3 separate regions of the Mus musculus genome follow, and regions 1 and 3 are each linked to region 2. The links are chromatin contacts, called in public ChIA-PET and HiChIP or PLAC-seq maps. All regions are on one chromosome and are shown on one strand. Each heading gives the region's core, a stretch centred on a gene start, on an enhancer-like site or on the middle of the called end of the contact. The rest is flanking DNA. Distances are from core to core; before and after follow the strand shown.

Evidence for each region. ChIA-PET counts read pairs in DNA pulled down with a chosen protein or histone mark. HiChIP or PLAC-seq counts read pairs in DNA pulled down with a chosen protein or histone mark.
Region 1: a contact with region 2 is called in an RNA polymerase II ChIA-PET map of memory CD8 T cells, with 5 read pairs. The contact joins two enhancer-like sites. A contact is called at or near these places in 1 of 15 datasets of contacts at CTCF or cohesin (large pre-B cells), 4 of 484 Hi-C or Micro-C datasets (B cells, the HPC-7 cell line, cerebral cortex and 1 more) and 2 of 115 datasets of contacts at active chromatin or transcription factors (fibro-adipogenic progenitors and memory CD8 T cells).
Region 3: an H3K27ac HiChIP or PLAC-seq map of embryonic stem cells shows a contact between it and region 2, with 6 read pairs. The contact joins two enhancer-like sites. A contact is called at or near these places in 3 of 115 datasets of contacts at active chromatin or transcription factors (embryonic basal ganglia, embryonic stem cells and memory CD8 T cells) and 1 of 9 other capture datasets (pancreatic islet).

The regions. Positions count from the first base shown.
Region 1 is chr11:117,241,581-117,244,284 of GRCm38.p6, reverse strand. It overlaps a transcript of Septin9 not described here. Among named protein-coding and RNA genes, the nearest start is that of Gm39478, 23 kb to the left of the region's middle. Within about 2 kb of position 1,319, at least 54 of the 459 cell types and tissues checked have an H3K27ac peak or open chromatin away from gene starts, as enhancers often do. A contact at or near this core is called in memory CD8 T cells, where this site is marked.
Region 2 is chr11:117,684,757-117,687,456 of GRCm38.p6, reverse strand. All of the region lies in intron 1 of Tnrc6c (trinucleotide repeat containing 6C), which reads right to left. Among named protein-coding and RNA genes, the nearest start is that of Tnrc6c, 32 kb to the right of the region's middle. Within about 2 kb of position 1,301, at least 122 of the 459 cell types and tissues checked have an H3K27ac peak or open chromatin away from gene starts, as enhancers often do. A contact at or near this core is called in embryonic stem cells and memory CD8 T cells, where this site is marked.
Region 3 is chr11:117,343,651-117,346,370 of GRCm38.p6, reverse strand. The region is part of intron 2 of Septin9 (septin 9); the gene reads right to left. Among named protein-coding and RNA genes, the nearest start is that of Gm51932, 9.4 kb to the right of the region's middle. RefSeq lists an enhancer at 1-2,720. Within about 2 kb of position 1,295, at least 83 of the 459 cell types and tissues checked have an H3K27ac peak or open chromatin away from gene starts, as enhancers often do. A contact at or near this core is called in embryonic stem cells and memory CD8 T cells, where this site is marked.

The DNA.
Region 1 (2,704 bases), core at 70-2,569, 440 kb after region 2:
GTCCTGGCTGTCCTGGAACTCACTTTGTAGACCAGGCTGGCCTCGAACTCGGAAATCCGCCTGCCTCTGCCTCCCGAGTGCTGGGATTAAAGGTGTTCACCATCACGCCCGGCACCTGTTGAGCCATTTTATCTGCCCCTTTTGTGTGTGGAAGATATCAGGTGTCCTCCTCAGTGGCTCTCCACTGAGTCTGGAGTTCACTTGATGAGACTGGTCAGAAAGCCAAGGGAATCCTCCTGCCTCTGGCCCTGCCTCTGACTCCTCAGCTAAGAGATTAAAGTCTGGGCCACCTCATCTGGCTGTAAATTAATGAATTAAGGTTTTCAAGACAGGGTGTCTTAGGGTTTCATTGCTGTGAAGAGACACCATGAACAAGGCCACTCTTACAAAAGAAAACATTTCATCGGGGCTGGTTTACAGTTTCAGAGGTTTAGTCCATTATCATCATGGCGGGAAGCATGACAATGTGCAGGCCGACATGGCGCTGGAGGAGCAGAGAGTTGAGCAGGCAGCAAGGAGAAGCTGCGCTCCACACTGAGCAGAGCTTAATCCTAAGAGATCTTAAAGCCCACCCCCACAGTGACACACTTCTTTCATCAAGGCCACACCTACTCTAACAAGGCCACATCCCTTAACTGTGTCAGTCTCCATGGGCTAAGTGTACAAATACATGCGTCTGTGGGGGCCACACCTATTCAAACCACCACACAGGGCTTCTCTGGCTGTTCCAGAACCCACTATGTACACCAGGCTGGCCTCGAACTCAGAGATCCACCCGCCTCTGCCTCTTGATTGCTGGGATTAAAGGTGTGAGGCGTCATCGCCCGGCACAGTTAAATATCATAGACAGAATGCTATTCTGGCTTCTTCTTAACCTTCTTTAATGTTGTCTTTGGTTATCCTTTTTTTTCCCCCTTGAGACAGGCTAGCTTCAAACTCTCAATCTTCCTACCTCAGTTCCCGAGAGGGATTCCATACACCTGGCTCGATAAATTTTATCTTGAAAAGTAGCCCAGGCTGGCTCAGAACTCAGATCCACCTGTCTCTGCTTCTGAGTGCTGGGAGTAAAGGTGTCTACCAGCAGGCTCAGTTCTACCTACGGCACTTCGCAGGGTACCGCCTCACCGCCGACCCTGACCACCCCTGTTTGGACTTTCCTCCTCCAGCTCGGCAATCTAGTTGAGAATTGTCGCTCCATATCGTCTTAGAGAAACAAAGAATGACCTTATTTTTTCTCTTTTTCCATTTCCTTGATTTCTGCCTTTATCATCATTACTTCCTTCCTCCTACTGACTTGGTGGCTTAGTCAGGGCCTGGCCAGGAAACAGATATGATATCAGCGATCTTAACTGCAACTTATATAAAGGCCGTGGTGTGTGTGTGTGTGTGCGTGTTGCCCATTTGTTTTATTTTTGAGACCTAAATTTTTTATATTTATTCATTTTTGTTTCACACATGAGCACTTTGCCTCCATTAATATCTATACAGCATGTACGTGCATACTCAGTGCCTGTGAGGTCAGAAGTGGGCATCGGATCTCCTGGAACTGGATTTACCAATAATTGTGAGTCACCACATGTGTGCTAGGAACTGAGCCCAGGTCACCTTCAAGGGAAACCAGTGCACTTGACCACTGAGCCATCTCTCCAGCCCGAGACATGGTCTTCTATGAAGCCCAGGAAGACCTTGAACTTCCTGTGTATCCTACACTGGTCTCAAACTCTTGTTAATCTTTATGCCTCAGACTCCTGAGTGCTGGGGTCATAAGTGTGAGCTACCACAACTGTTGTGAAAATTCTCACCGATCAGCAAGTGTTACTAAACACCGACAGGGTTTATTGATCCCGGAGGATGACTAAAGCTGTCACTGTCACACATGGTGGTCTCCATGACACAGCACAAGGGCACACAGGAAGGGGAACACAGGAAGAGGACTTGATTCATCCGTGCTCAGAGAGTTCGGCTCGCCTCAGGTCCCATGCTCCGGTGCCTTTCAAACTTCCCCTGTGTCCAGTTCATTTCTAGTGTTCAAAGAAGCCTTGCTGAGGGGCTGGAAAAATGGCTCAGTCTGGACAACTCCTGCAAAACTGGGTTTGGCTGGCAGCTCACAACCACCTATATAAAATTCTAGCCCCAAGAGACTCTATCCTCTGAGCACCTGCAGTCCCACCCACAGACACAGACAAGCAGACACACAGACACATACAAACACACAGTCACACACATAAGCACACAGACACACACACTAGCAGACACAGACACACACAAAAACACACAGAGACTTACCTTCACACACAGAAGAACACATACACACATACAAGCACACAGACATACACTAGCAAACAGACACACAGACACACACAAACAGATATACATGTTCACACACACTCACAAACACATATATATACACACAGACACACATAGACAACACACACAGACACATACAGATACACAGTCACACACAGACACATAAGCACACAGACACACACACTAGCAAATAGACACAGACACACGCGTTCACACACAGAGACACACATATACACACACAGACATACATAGACACAGGTACACACAGACACATACACAGATATGCACAGACACACATAGACACAAACACATAAGAATAAACCTAGCCAGTCCCCCTGATACACTGACAGGCACATCGGAAAGCCCCCTGCTTTGTATGAGCTGCTCCAGTAAAGAC
Region 2 (2,700 bases), core at 52-2,551:
AGAGAGAGAGAGAGCACCCACTACAGACTCTCTTGCTGACTTACAATGACACTAGACAAAGTGTAATAAAATACAGAATATAAGCAGGAGTAAGCACAATTATGAGGACTTTCGAAAGAGCAGCTGAGAGTTAGGAATTCAACCTGTGTGAAGGCGGCTTTCTCATCTCTATCTTTTCTCAAGTTTTGACCGGGGTCTACGTCGCCCTCAGAGCTGTGTTGTAGTAAAGATGGCCCAGGCAGCTAAAGTGGACAGAAACCAGTTTTCTCAGTAGAAGGGGGGATCCCAGGAGCTAGCTGGGATGGTGTGATGCCTGGGGGCTGGGGGGTGGTGTTCATCCAAGAAAGGAATTCTCCCAGCTCTGGTAGCAACTGTCACAGGGTGGGCTTACCTCTGGTTCAACTGCACAGCAGTGCAAGGTCAACACCCTCCAAGGGTCACACCCACTCCCCGAGCCAAGCCAGGCAGCCCCAGCTAGACCAGAGCCCAGGAGTGCAGGGCTCAACCTAGAGCCTGTGCCCACAGAATGGAATGGTCTAGAAACAACTGTGACTTTTACTTTGGAACATGAAGAAGAGTCAGAGATTTGAACAGTGGTCTCCAGCTTTCCAAAGAAAGCCTGTCTTACTGCCACCTGGTTTAAGAGGGCTTCAGATTCAAGATTCACTTGTTAAGAGTTACTACTAAGGCAAGACAGATCCCAGCAGCAATTCTCAGTTTATCTGACTTTAGAAACAATGCCCCCTACTGCCTTCCTAAGACACACATCTTTCTGAGGCTTGTCTCCTGTCATCTGTTGTGTAGCTTTTGTTTGTTTCTCTGTATAGCCCTGGCTGCCCTGGAAATCACTTTGTAGACCAGGCTGGCCTCAGAAATCTGCCTTTCATTTTTGCAGGCTTTCCTCTGTAAACTATGGTGATCACCTACACACACCACACCCTTTCCTTCCGAACTGGGAACTGCACCTCTATTTCCCTCACAGAGCCCCTTCAATTCAAAGTCTCTGAAGCACAGTAGCTTCAGTGAAGCATTCTGGGTGTGGCTAATCCACAGGCAGCGCGTTACCTGGACGACAGTGCTTGGGCTCAGGGATGGCTTGACACACGAATATCTAGAACTAGCGGCTAGAAGCTGTGCTCTCAGCCAGAGATCCCAAAATGAAGGCAACTTAGAGAAAAAGAAACCAAGAAACACAAGGCTGAACTCCACCTGTAGGGGCGTGGCCTAAGTCCAGAACGCAGACTTGAGCCTAGTGCACAAGCCTGCCCTCTAAGGGAGAGAGAAAAGCTTGAGCTACATCAGGCTGTTAGGATGGAAGGGAGGCAGCAGCCGGCAGGGAACACACCTGCATTGCAGGATGTCTGTCCCCTGTCCACCAGGGGTAGCTGCACAGGACTTCTGGGTTGCTGCTGGTTTCTAGTCTGGGCAACCTCTATCTAACCAAAGTCAGTTTTTGTTCTTCCCTAAATTGTTATTTTCTATCACATGTAACTTAAGAATCCTAAAGAAAACCAATGTTAGCAACAGCCCCAAGGTGGGAGTCACAGAGAGCCCTGTCTCTGCCTCCTGAGTGATTAAATTTGTATAGCACAACACCTAGTAATACAAAGGAAACCCCAACTAATTTTTGAGAGTCAGTACTCTGCTGGCTCATCTTGCTGTGTATGCTACAGTGTTCAGTTACTAACAATGACAGAATCTCACTGCTCGCTGGGAAATCTGACAACATGCACTATATACCCATGACCAGCACTTCCTGCTGCTGAGGTAGGAACTGGCTGGTTATTCATTTACTACCTATAATGCCAACTTCTGCCTCCTGCCTGCTTTGTGCAAATGGATCTGTGACGTTTAACTACTTTCCCTCACCAGCTGGCATGAGGTCCAACTTCTCTGGCAGAGGGAGCTGGAGAGAAGCGGAGAGGAAAGTTTATACCTCCCAACTGGTGCTCCAAGGCAGGCTCCTGTTAAGCACACATGTGGGACTCCCAGGAACTGCTTTCATGGTGGACTGTAACTTTCTGGCAGGTTGGGTCCACATGGCAGACACCTCATTGACTTTTTTTGCCATGTCCTTCCCAGTGATGTGGCCTCTTACAGGGAGCTCATCTTCCTACTCTAACCCTTGCTACACTGACTCTTCAGGCTTCTTTTCCTTGTTCACATGACTACATGTTTGTTTTCTCTTGACTGATAGAGAAACCTTCAAATGACAGCTTATTTCAAAGCCTGCCAATGAACTGGAAAGTTTAAAAATACTATTACACCAATAAACAAATTCACAGATGTGTTTAAATGATGAATGAATTAAGTCAGTATATAAAACGATAAAACTGAATTACAGATGTGTTTAAATGATGAATGAAGTCAGAGTATATAAAACTACAAACTGAATTTAGCTATCACCACAGAACAAAAACTGACTTTGGTTAGATAGAGGTTGCCCAGACTAGAAACCAGCAGGCAGAGAGAGGAGAGCAGCTCTGTAGAATCGGTATCATTTCTAGAACTCCTGACATGTTGGCTGCCTCGGGAAAGGCTCTCCCTTCACCATTGTGAAAGAAAAAGGACAAAGCCCAGCGCCACAGCCTCAGGCCAGTCACTGAAGTGATGAAGCAAGCCTGCGGCAAGCCATCAACATGGTGTCTCCAGGGGACATGTCTATTCAAAGCCCCTGCAACTCTGAGAACTAGAAGGGCT
Region 3 (2,720 bases), core at 46-2,545, 340 kb after region 2:
AGGCTGTGGAAACAGAGAGGCATTCCAGAAGCTGAACTGACAGACCTTCAGTGAGAGACCCTGTCACACAAAAAAAGGTGATTGACGAAGGTCAGCATATTCCTCTGGTTTCCACCTGCTTGTACATCTGCGCACACACACGTATGGACACACACACACACACACACACACACACACACACCACACAGATGATCTAGATCAGCAGCTTCTGTGGCTGGAGAGATGGACAAATGCAGGAGGGATACAGAGTCAAGGAGCATGGGACATAAGTCTGAGGAGCCCACGTTAGAGGGGTCAAGGCTCTAGCAGCTGACTCCCTGGGCGGCTCGACCCAGGTTGTCAGCACATGGGTGGGCAGAGATGTGGAAGGCTGCTTTCTGGGGAGCTGGGACTTCCCCCATCTTCTTCACCCTGCCTTCACAGTGCCCTGGCCCCTGCTGACTCACCGGAGGACCCTGCGCTCCCCATAAATGTCACAAGAGGCTCCCTGTCCTGTTCCAAAGATGGAAACTGCATATAAATGATCAAATCTTGCAAATTCATGTGCCCGGTTTCAAAAGCCGAACTTTTTAAAAGTGCACATGGCTCATCTAATTTGATAAGTAAGTCAAATCGAATTACACTTCACACTTTGTTTGGGGCAGGAAGTGTCTCCTTGGAGTCTGGTTAAAAGCATGGATGCCAGAAATCTGAGACTCCTCCTGCACCGCCCCCGGACCCCCACTTGGAAACCCAACACAAAGGCTTGGCCTTGGCTTTGGCCTCAGTAGAGAGGGATTTGCAAAGGGAGCGCTTCCCACCTCTCCCAGCTGGAGTGCCTTCCCCAGTCCAAGTTCCAAGAGGGGACTTAACACTGCCCTGATGTGGTTTCCGCAAGCTGCTCTCTGCTGGGAGATGCTTGTGACCTTGCGTCCGATAAGGGCCTGGGACGGACAGAGAAGTTTGAGACTTCATCCCATCCACTCCTCCTTTCCTTCGATGAGGGCAGGGTGGGGAGGTGTGCAGAGGCAGGGGCCCTAGGCATCCCAAAGAAGGGAGTAGGGTCCCTGCTTTGGCTGTTTGCCAAGCTTCCCTCACCCAACCTCCCCTCTATTGTAGGGAGGACTCTCAAGGAGCCCTGTACTTCTGCCAACGTGGTTTCAATTGGCCCCAATCCACAGAGGCAAACTTGGACCAAGTCCAGGGGCGCCCCACCCCCCTCGAGGAGACCCCTTCTGTTCTTCATTTACAGCTAGCAGTTTCTCACTAGGCTGGGCCTATTGAGACATCAACCTTTGCTCAGGGCAGGCTGCAACCTGCAAGCCCTTCTCATTCATTTCCTCAAAAGCCACAGCAGATTTCCAACAGCACACTAAGGCCTCTGCAGAGCCCTCCAAAGTTCTGGGTCAGGGATTTAAATACGGTTCCGGTTCCGGGGTCCACTGACCACCCTGCTTGGGCCCATCCTTGGGGTCATCTATTACATAGCAGCATCGGGGAAGGCAGCCCTGACTCTGCCCACCCCCAGGAATCTCCAACAGCAACAGCTGCACCTGAAGATCCAGCCCTACCCAGGACGCCACTGGCATGTCCTACTGCAGCAGGGGCCATCGAGGCTGCTGGGCCACAGATTCCCTTTGCTCTTGACAAATGTCTATGGAGAAAGAAGGGGGTGGGAGAGAGGCCACTCCATCACCCCACTGTGGACACTGGCCATTTATTACAAGAATTTCCTCTTATCAGGGATGTCCCCTAAGGGGGGGGAGGCGACAGAGCTGCTTCCCAATCCCTTGACCCCTGTCCTATCAGCTGCTGTCAGCTGCTGACATACACCAGAGCTTGGGGTGGGTGAAACATGGTCAAAGGTTCCCCCAACTTATGAAATCATTTGAAATAACAAAAAGTAGACACCCCGCCCTACCCCTCTACCCTCCTACCCCCTGCCGCCAGAAATCCCGTGGACAAAGGCCTGACCCCAGAGATACAGATCTTTTCTGCCTAGGTCAGCTGATACTGCCAAAGGCTTCCGGGTGCCCCATTCACTTTGTTGTGGTGGGGGTGGGGGTCAGGGCATGACATGGGACAGGACGAGACTGAAGGCAGGGTCTTAAGGGCCAGGTAGAGAGAAGCTGGTCCTGGCTGGTGCAAGAGGGCGTGACCACAGGACCTTAAGGAAGAAGAAACCTGTGACTGTATTATGGAGTCCAACAAGGACAGGCAGAAGAACTGAGATGAGCCACTCACTCTTGCAGCTACAGATCCCTGTCCTGGGGAGATCCTGAAACCCAAGAATTCTAGCCATCCACCAGGGAACACGAATCCCTCGGCACCAGTGTATGTTGAAAGATCCTCACACCATGACCTAGTTCTCTAAGGAGAAGCAACCAACCAAGTAGAGCAAATGCCTCAGGGCAGCCTATGACGCACTGTTGAAATGAATGACCAAGCAGTGTCATGTAATGCTGCCTGAACAGAGAGTAAGGATGGGTGGGCAGGCAGACTGACAAATGGACAACGGATGGATGGATAGGTGGATAGACAGATGGGTGGTTGGATGGATGGATGGATGGATGGGTGGATGGACGAATGGGTAGATGGACAGACACGGGTAGATGGACGGATAGATGGATGAATAGATGGATGGATGGGACAGACAGACGGACAGGTGGGTAGATGGATGGTCAGACAGGTGAATGGATGGACAGACAAGTGGGTAGATGGATGAACGGATGGAGAGGTGA